Linked DNA regions of Gossypium hirsutum: region 1 is linked to region 2. The links are chromatin contacts, called in public Hi-C maps. All regions are on one chromosome and are shown on one strand. The core of a region is the stretch at or near the end of the contact, and the rest is flanking DNA. Distances in the headings are between cores, read along the strand shown. Region 1 holds the start of LOC107922578 (zinc finger protein SHOOT GRAVITROPISM 5). Region 2 has its middle 45 kb from the start of LOC121214139.

The links. A called contact is a pair of places that touch in the nucleus more often than the background predicts.
Region 1: a Hi-C map of leaf shows a contact between it and region 2, with 3 times the contacts expected there. The contact joins the promoter of LOC107922578 here to the enhancer-like site in region 2. A contact is called at or near these places in 17 of 34 Hi-C or Micro-C datasets (anther, callus, cotyledon and 4 more).

What each region holds. Positions count from the first base shown.
Region 1 is chrD01:42,299,313-42,303,560 of Gossypium_hirsutum_v2.1, reverse strand. It overlaps LOC107922578 (zinc finger protein SHOOT GRAVITROPISM 5), which reads right to left and starts at 1,394. Exons shown (of 3, transcript XM_016852668.2): 1 at 960-1,394; 2 at 466-865; 3 at 1-23. The coding sequence starts at 1,080.
Region 2 is chrD01:42,090,580-42,095,332 of Gossypium_hirsutum_v2.1, reverse strand. No RefSeq gene overlaps it. Among protein-coding and RNA genes, the nearest start is that of LOC121214139, 45 kb to the right of the region's middle. Within about 2 kb of position 2,917, at least 2 of the 9 cell types and tissues checked have an H3K27ac peak or open chromatin away from gene starts, as enhancers often do. A contact at or near this core is called in leaf, where this site is marked.

The DNA of each region.
Region 1 (4,248 bases), core at 145-2,644, 210 kb before region 2:
GGTGTTCAATGAAACTCTCCACCCTGAAACGACACAGATTAGATGAGAATTTGGACTGTTCCATTTTTAAATAATCAAGTTTGGATTATACAGACTAAGTCAAGGAAGCAACCAAGTCCTCTTCATGTAGGGTTAACGAGGAACAAAGCAATATAAAATTGACTTTAGTTAACTATAGGTCGGATTATGAGACTAGGTTTCCTGTATTAAAATACTAATTAAAAAATGAACTGGGGTCTGAATTCTAGTGTCTGTAAACGACTATTTTGCGTGTAATTGGGTTTTAATTAAGTAAACAAACAAAAACATGTTATGGGGAATAGGGAAGAGGAAATCAATCTTGGATTTCGTTTTTTAGGATAATTTTGAGGGTATTTTTAGGGTTTGAATGTGGAAAAAAATTGAGAGGAAAGAGGAAAGAGGAGGTTGTATTTTGGGGGTATGAAGAAGTGAAGTGAGAGTGACCTGGAAAAGACACGGCCACAGTCACAAGAATGGCCTCGGGTGCCACAAGTCTTGAGATGAGCCTTGTAATCAGACTGAACAGCGTAACCTTTAGAGCATTTCTCGCAAACCCACTGTTTCTGATTGCTGTGTTTCCGCCGGAAATGTTTCTTGATGCCAACCAGATCACCTAAAGCATGGCAAGGGTCATGGTGCAAGCAGGTTGGCTCGGGGCAAACGAACACCCTCTTCTTCACCTCTTGTGATTCCCTTTTCAGCAGCTTCCATGGCACCTTATGCCTTCTCCTATGCATTTGCAGGTTCTGGTCTCTTTGAAACCCTTGGTTGCAGATCTCACAAACATATCTATCCGATTCCAGCAACGTTTTTGGAGATAAAGAAACCACCTCTGCATCAGGATCTACAAACACAAAATCAATTCAATTATGAACAAAACAAAAAACAGAAGAATAGGGTATTAAACTAATGAATTAAAACATATAAGCTAGTACAACCTGGGGTGCCTGCTGGCTTTCTTTTTCTTTTATGGGTGGCCCCATTTTCCAAAGGAGTGAGGGGATCAGAGGAGGAAGATGGAAGGGGTGCAGCAGAAATTGAAGAGTTGTTGTCTAACATAGTGATGGTTGCAGTTCACTATATGTGTTGTGTGGGTGATGGAGTTTGAAGTGAAAAAACAAATCAATCAATCTTGCTTTAGCTGTACAGGTGGTGGAGGGCTTGGCTTGGAGTAGCTAGTGGGGGAGGGGAAATTCAGCTTTACTGATAACACTACACAAAGGAAAATGGGGATCAGAGAGAGAGGGAAGGGAACATGGAGAAGAAGAAAAAGCTATTGCTTTCTGCCATCAACTTTCTTTCTTTTAAGCTTTATTTAAAAAAAGTTTTCTTGGTTTTGCTGTTTCAATTAGACCCCCACCATGAACAGGTAAGGTTGAGGCAAGTCTTACTTATAAAGCTCCTTTGAATGAGAGAGAGGAGAGGGGGCTGATTCAATCACAAATGCTTGTGTTTTGGGGGCCCACACCCACATAATAACACACAGGCATTTGGACAGGAACAAAAAATCATCCCCACAACAAAACAAACTGTCATTATTCAATCACACAGTAATTTGCATGAATTTATTTCTTTATTATTCATATATTATTCCTATTTGTATATATGAATAGGAACTGCAGGCCACACCTCCCTTCCATTTCCACCTGACCTTTTTTTTTTCTCTTTTCATTTCCCTTTTGTGAGAAAAAGTTGAGATGTAAATCTTGGGGGGGGGGGTGAAAATGGATTATTTGTTTGATTAAGCAAAATTTAACTAAAACCCTAAATTAGTACTGTTTTCTTTCAGTTTTTCTAAAGATGAGGGAAACAAGATTTGTCACTTTCAAGAAGGTTGTAATCATTTCTATAAGAGAATTTTTTTTTCTCTCTTTTTCTTTTACTTATTTAAAATCTCCTCCCCATCCTTCAAAATTTGCCCTATTCCTCATTATGTAACTCTTTCTCCAATAAAGAAAAAAGGATATTGGAACCCTAATAATTCTATTTGCCAGAAAGTTACTGTTTTATCACTCAGCTAATGAGCTCAAAAGAGTTATTGTGGTAGATACTGATTTTGCCTATACATATAAAAAGTTGAAAAAATAAAGTTTTGAATGAAAAGTATTTGAGCTAAAGATAGAATTACAGTGATGAAATTCAACTCAATTGAAGTACGTATCTACATTGTGATATTAAATAACAATATTATATATAAGATCATATTGGCTCTGTATATGAAATGGGTTTGCATGGGTTCCAACAAACACTCTTATTCTTTTATCATAAAACATCGTTAATTATCATCATGGAATTGTGTAAACCCTATAGATGATGATAATGGTTTAAATAACATATCGATAAATATTAACAGAATCTTTTTTACTACCCCACTTATTCAATCAACATTTTAATTCAATTATCAAATAATGTGTTTGAATTACTTTCTTTAATGATAACTTGTTATAACAATATTTCATTATAATAATCAAAATTTTAGTAGAATCAACTTTTATATTTTTATTTTAATCATTTAAAACAATTCACTTATAACCAGAGGGGAAATCATAAAATTTTTTTAGGGGACCAAAATTAAATTGTAATTTTTACTATAGTAAAAATATAATTTATCATTTTAATAGCCTATATCTTTATATTTTTTAAAGGATTAAATCAAATTTTTATCATTTTAAGGGGTCAAGGTGTAATTTTACCTTTACTAATTTAAAATTTTAAAGGGCCTAAATGAAAAGTTTTCCATATTGGGGGAGATCGGGGCTCGTGCCATCCCCACAATAAGCATAGTTATGAAGTACATTTCTTTTATTAAATTACTTCTTTATAACAACATATTATTTAAAATTTTAAGTAATATTATAATTTTTATCATATAAGCAAGTCTATTAATTATAATTTATTAAATAAAAATGATCTTAATTAAAATATTATTCCAATAAAAAAATTTAAATTTTACATGGAAAAATCTATTAATCATATTTTATTAAATGAAAATAATGTTCAATGAGTGAAATTAAAAATATTAATTCAATAAAATATTAAGTTTTTTAATTAAATATTTTACAATGAATTTAGAACATCAAAAACTTATAAATTGATCTCATGCCTGCAACATAATGCTCTCCTGTATATATTTTTTAAAGATAGATAACTTATACTAATTAATTAAACTCGTTAGTTTTATAAATTTCATAATTAATTATGTGAAAGAATGTAAAATAAAATATGCATAAAAGTAATAAATTTGCACATGCTATACACATTTTAGTTTTGTTGATTTGATTCTTACTTTGTTTCTTTTTTGAACATAATTCTCACTTACTTTATATGGTATGATATGGTAAGTTTACAATAATTATTTCTTTATAATAACATGCTATTATAAGTGTATAACAACCGTCTTTCTATAACAGACAAAACTTTAAGAAATAAAGTTATAGAAAAAATTGATAGTAATAATTGGTATTATATGAATTTTGATGGTAATACTAATATTTGTATCTGTGTTATTACCGTACCTAAAATGATTAGATCTATAGTAGCGACCTTTAATCACTGGCTTAAAGCAGTTACATAGGATAGAGACATGTTATTAATAAGAGTTGTGCCAGAGTAGTATATCCTTAGCCAAATATATAGTGTTTTTAATGCATTTTTAAAAACTAATTAATAATATGAATTATCATTTGGTGGTGGAAATTTTATTTTATCTTATTTATTTAGTTTTAAACATTAATTAGGTTTTCTAATTTTGAAATTGAAGGCTCTATTATTAGTATCATATCGTACTGGACGTAATCTATTCATAATTTTTGTGGTGATAAATAAAAATGTTAATTATTTATTTAGAAAAATGGTTGTTATAAGAACCAGAGCTGCTCATCATTTTAAACTTTTCTCGTCGGCACGATATAGACATTTGTTCGCTATCTTTTTAACCAACCAAAGATAAGAAATATGGATTACAAATTAATAATTCATGTTTCACGATTTGTATTGAAAATTCAATGAATTATATTAGACAACTATTTATAGATGTCACAACCCACTAAACGCCAACTGCTTAAACAATTTAAAGAAAAAAAATTCACAGCCAAGGAATTGTTTCTTTCTGATTAATTTTTATATATCACAAAATGAATATGAAAAATACTTTAATTTCAAAAAAAATTTAAAATTCGTGAAAAATAAAAATTCTCAAAAGTTATCTAAAAGCTTATAAAAGATTTA
Region 2 (4,753 bases), core at 1,668-4,167:
GAGAAATGCAATTCTTTTTTTATTTAACTAAGTAATAAATTAGGTATAGGAAAGGCCAATTTCCCCATCTTTGATTGATTGTGGGCCTTGTTACCTTCCATAGAAATAAAAAGTTTATGGTCCATATGAGAAGCCTTAAAAGGGGAATAAAGAGGAAAAAGAAGGATTTCATTACAGTTTCTCCCCTTATACGATTTCACTTTCATTACGCTACTGTAACCAAAGAAACTCTTATACATTCATCAATTAATTGGATTTCTTGCTTTTCAACGGAATAGAGGGAAAAAGTTATTAAAAAAAAGGGTTGAAGGCAAGGGGTGAAAATGGATTTAAAGTGGGGGCAGGAGAAGCCCATATTAAACAATAGACCTTTGAAGTATTTGGGCTTAGCTTGATTAGGCCTAAACCAATACCACAGTTCCCATAAATGGAAAAAAAACGGAGTTTTTAAATTGCCTTTGTTTACAAAAACTTGCAACTTTTCGAATATTTTAACTTTGATATATTTAAAATTTATTTATTTTGTTTGGTTATGGAGTTCTTTCTATTAAGAGTTTTGTCCTCTCTATTTAAAAAATGAATAGTTTAATCTCTATACATTAGATTAAAGAGCAGATCAATTTTTTTGGTTAAAAATTGCATCCATTTATACTGATAAAAACTGATGCGGCTGATGAATTGATTAAATAATGACACATGATATGCCATGTGTACCTCATGTTGACATACACTTACTAATTTATAATAGTAGAAATGGATGAAATTTTTAACATAATGATCAATTTACTCTTTGATCTAATATACAAAAATTTATAAATAAAAAAAATATAACCCAACCTTAATATAAAGACCTTAAATAATTACTTTGAGCGTTGACTAGCATCATTAAATTAATGATGGAGGTGGAAAAGTAGACATGTGATAATCAAAATCACCAAGCTAATATACAAATTATTTAAAAATATCCATTTATAAAAGAATATTATTATTTTTTCGATATTTTTTAAATTGATATACCTTTAACTTATTGAAAATTTTTATATATTTTAAAAAAGTGTTGGTGGATACCAATTTATTAACTTAGAAAAGTGAAATACTACAAAACTAGTTTTGTATGCATGCATTTTATATTTTAGAAACCGAAAGAACATCTTTTTGGTCTAGTTTGTCATAAAATCCATTTTTTATATATTATTTCTACTCTCTGTAACAATAATAATAATCACCATAAAATACACAATTTATTAAATTACTTCACTATGATAATCTTTTGTTTTAAATTTTAATAATAGTAGTTACATTATTAGGTAAAATAAGATATAATAAATTTTAGTTAAGATATTATTTTATTAAAATGTTCAAATTTTATATAAAAATATTAATGTTTTTTATTAAAATAAATGAAGTTACATTTGTAAATATTATTAAATATATTATCTAAATCTCATTAATTAATAATATTTTTGATATAATAATTTTTTAATTTTAAAACTTCACAAAATTTAAATATAATCTAAATTTTAAATGATGTTATAAATGTGTTAGATGTTGGTGGGTATCAACCACCTCTCTATAATATCTAAAATATTGACAAATTGTTATAGGAAGAGCTGAATGTATCTATTGGAGGTGTTATTAATTATAACTAAAAAAAATAAGAATAAATTAAACAAATTTGTGCACCATTGTTTGCTGGAGGTCTGGGTATTAGGAAGATCAACACCTTCAATGATGCCCTTCTCACCAAAATTTCATGGCACATAATGACTGATCACAATTGTTTCCTCACAAAGATTCTAAGAGCCAAATACTAATCTCCCTCTTGTTGATACTATTAAATTGTCTGTCCCAACATTTTAAGTTCATGCTTCTACACTCCCCAGCATCAATATTTTGGATCAAGAGAAATCTCTCAATATCGTCGTCAATCATGATTGGGCCTCTGACCTCCGCAGCAGGACCCTTTCGATACAGGGTGGTAAAAACAAATTTGTATGGAAATTTAACTTTAACGGTCGCTTTTTTGTGAAGAGTGTTTATGCCTGTGAGTGTCAATTTAATCCTTCAACTTCTGCAGCCTCACCCTCTAACAAAGCATAGACTAATCTATAGAGGCTTAAACTCCCTTACAGTATTACCATCTTCCTTTGGAAAATATGCACAAATTGCCTTCCAACCAAGGAGCTCTTCTCAAGACGCCTTTCCGATGATGATAACCTCCGTGTGTTTTGTTTTGTTTTTTTTTTTTTTTTTTTTTTTGCAAAGATGGCAGGGAATCCATTAAACAACTCTTCCTTGAATGCAGTTTCGATCGAGCAGTGGTTTGGTTCTTCTCTTGTCCTCTTATCCGACTCTCTCCGAATTTCTTCTCTATCATCCTGGTTTCTTCAGTGGCTCAACTCAAACAACATCAGCTCCATCGATTCAAAGAATTTTTACACTTATGCAGCTTGCACTCTCTGGATAAATTGGAAATCAAGGAATAAACTCATTTTCAGAATGGTCGATCATTCTCCAGCAAGGGCAGTCATAAGGACCCAAAATCTCCATGATTCCATAATGAAAGCCTTTCCCATTAACAACTTGCAAAGCCATCAGTTAAGAATTCCAAGATCGGACCTTATTGATAATCCTGTCTCAGAATGGGCACTCTCTCTTTGCATTGTTTATTGCAGGCGAAATAGCATGAGTGGTGGAGCAGTTATCGCCCAAGACCACAGAGGCTCTCAACTCTTATCCATTCGAAGCTACAAGTTTGCCAGCAAAATACAAGCCAGACTTGTCACTCTTCGGTCTATCCTTATTATACTAAAAGATCATAATATTTTTATGTGCGGGTTCTCTGGAAGTGACCAAAAAAAAGAAAAAGGCTTAATATCATAAATGAGGTACAAAAGTAGAATGGATGGTCCAACCAGCTTATGATGATATCAAACATCTCTTCCAATTCGTCCGAGTTCAAGATGGGCCCATGGATAATATCCATTTATCTTGGGATTCATGTGCTTCAACGACTTGTATTAATTTTCCATTGCCTTAACCCCCCATGTTTTGTAAAAAATAAATAAGTAAAAAGATACTTAATATATTTCTTTGCAAAAATCACTTTACGCTTTTACCAATTTAGCACCTTTTTCATCTATAATCAATAACTTTAGTTTTAAAAAAAATTCCCAAATGGGATATCTGTTTAACACCTATCATGGGTTATAATTTGAGGGCTGGCTGGCTTCTGGCTCATTGGATAAGTAGATGAGTTTTTCTTTTCCTTTACACAATAATAAATAGCATAATGTTTATCTGTTGAGAAGGATAACACAAATTTCAAATACAGATAATAAAATAAACCTGAAAAATATCAAAAAACAGTATGTCTAATCAAGCAAAATTGAGGAAAAAAAATTAGCCACATGTTAATCCATGTGTCTTGATTCAGTGCTCTATTCTTCTTTTCTCGTACACACTATTTCCCTTAAAATTTACATGCAAAATATCCTTTAACGATAAAATATTATTATTATTATTATTATTTGTTCATTAAGCTGGTTTTGATAGGTCTTTTCTCTTTTCTAATATGTTTTCTTTATTGATTTATTGAGATGCTGATTTTGTATTTTTAAATTTTCATTTTTGAATGTTAAGAAGTCTATATATTTGTTTGCATGATTAAAATTTTTTTCCACCTATTAGATGTAATTTTTCATATTTTTCTTATAAAATAAAATAAACAAATTTGAAAATTATCCCAACTATTATCTCTGGCTTGGGGCTTGTATACTGATTATAAATACCATCTCAAATATATATATATATATAACACTTAGGTTAGATTAGAAAAAGTATATGGTACGTGGGAAATTAGTTTTTAGATTTCATCTTTTTATTGTTGTGTTCATAACTTTTATCATTTTTTTTATAATTGATTTAATATATAATAACAATTTAGGTTGATTATATGTAGATTTTGGCGATGGTAAAAGATAGTTCTTCAAAGAGACATAGAAATGAATCGTCATTTGAATCAATAAACTTGTTTAATATAGATCCTTATTTTGTAACATAGGTTTTATTATAACAAAGTCTTGTCATTATTTTTTTTAATTTCATAATTTAGGATTGTTTTCTATAATTATAAACTTACTTTTATGATTACAGTGTTGATAAGGATGATCTTTCTTGAAGAAGAAGGATAATTGAGTCTAGAGGTTTCTACAAGACAGAGCTGAAAAATTATCAATCCTTTGATATTATTTCAAATATCTCAAAAAAATGTTCTAAATAATTTAAAATTAATGTAATTTAATTAACTTTTGAAAAATGTTATTTTAACTAAAATACTCATTTTAATTGTTTTGTAAACATTATCCAAGATTGCAACTTAGATTTTGTTTAGAGAATATGCATCAACATCATAAAAAGATAGAATTGAAATTAATACCAAGATGTGCAGTATGTTGCTCAAACTAAAAAACACAATAAGCAGAATGAATATGTTTTTGTTATTTAGGTTTCCTAAGATTATTACCCTTTTTGCATCATACATTTAAAATAACTTAATCCTTTTTCATTTCCATTATATACCTTATTTATTATATTACATTATATTAAAAAAAAACATTTCATATTCTGTTTTATCAATTCCAAATAAATTCCATTAATTATTTCATAATAGTTTTATTTATTATTAAATATAATACGACGCTTCACATTCCGTTAAAATCAAATTTAAAATAAAAATTACTGTCAATTATTT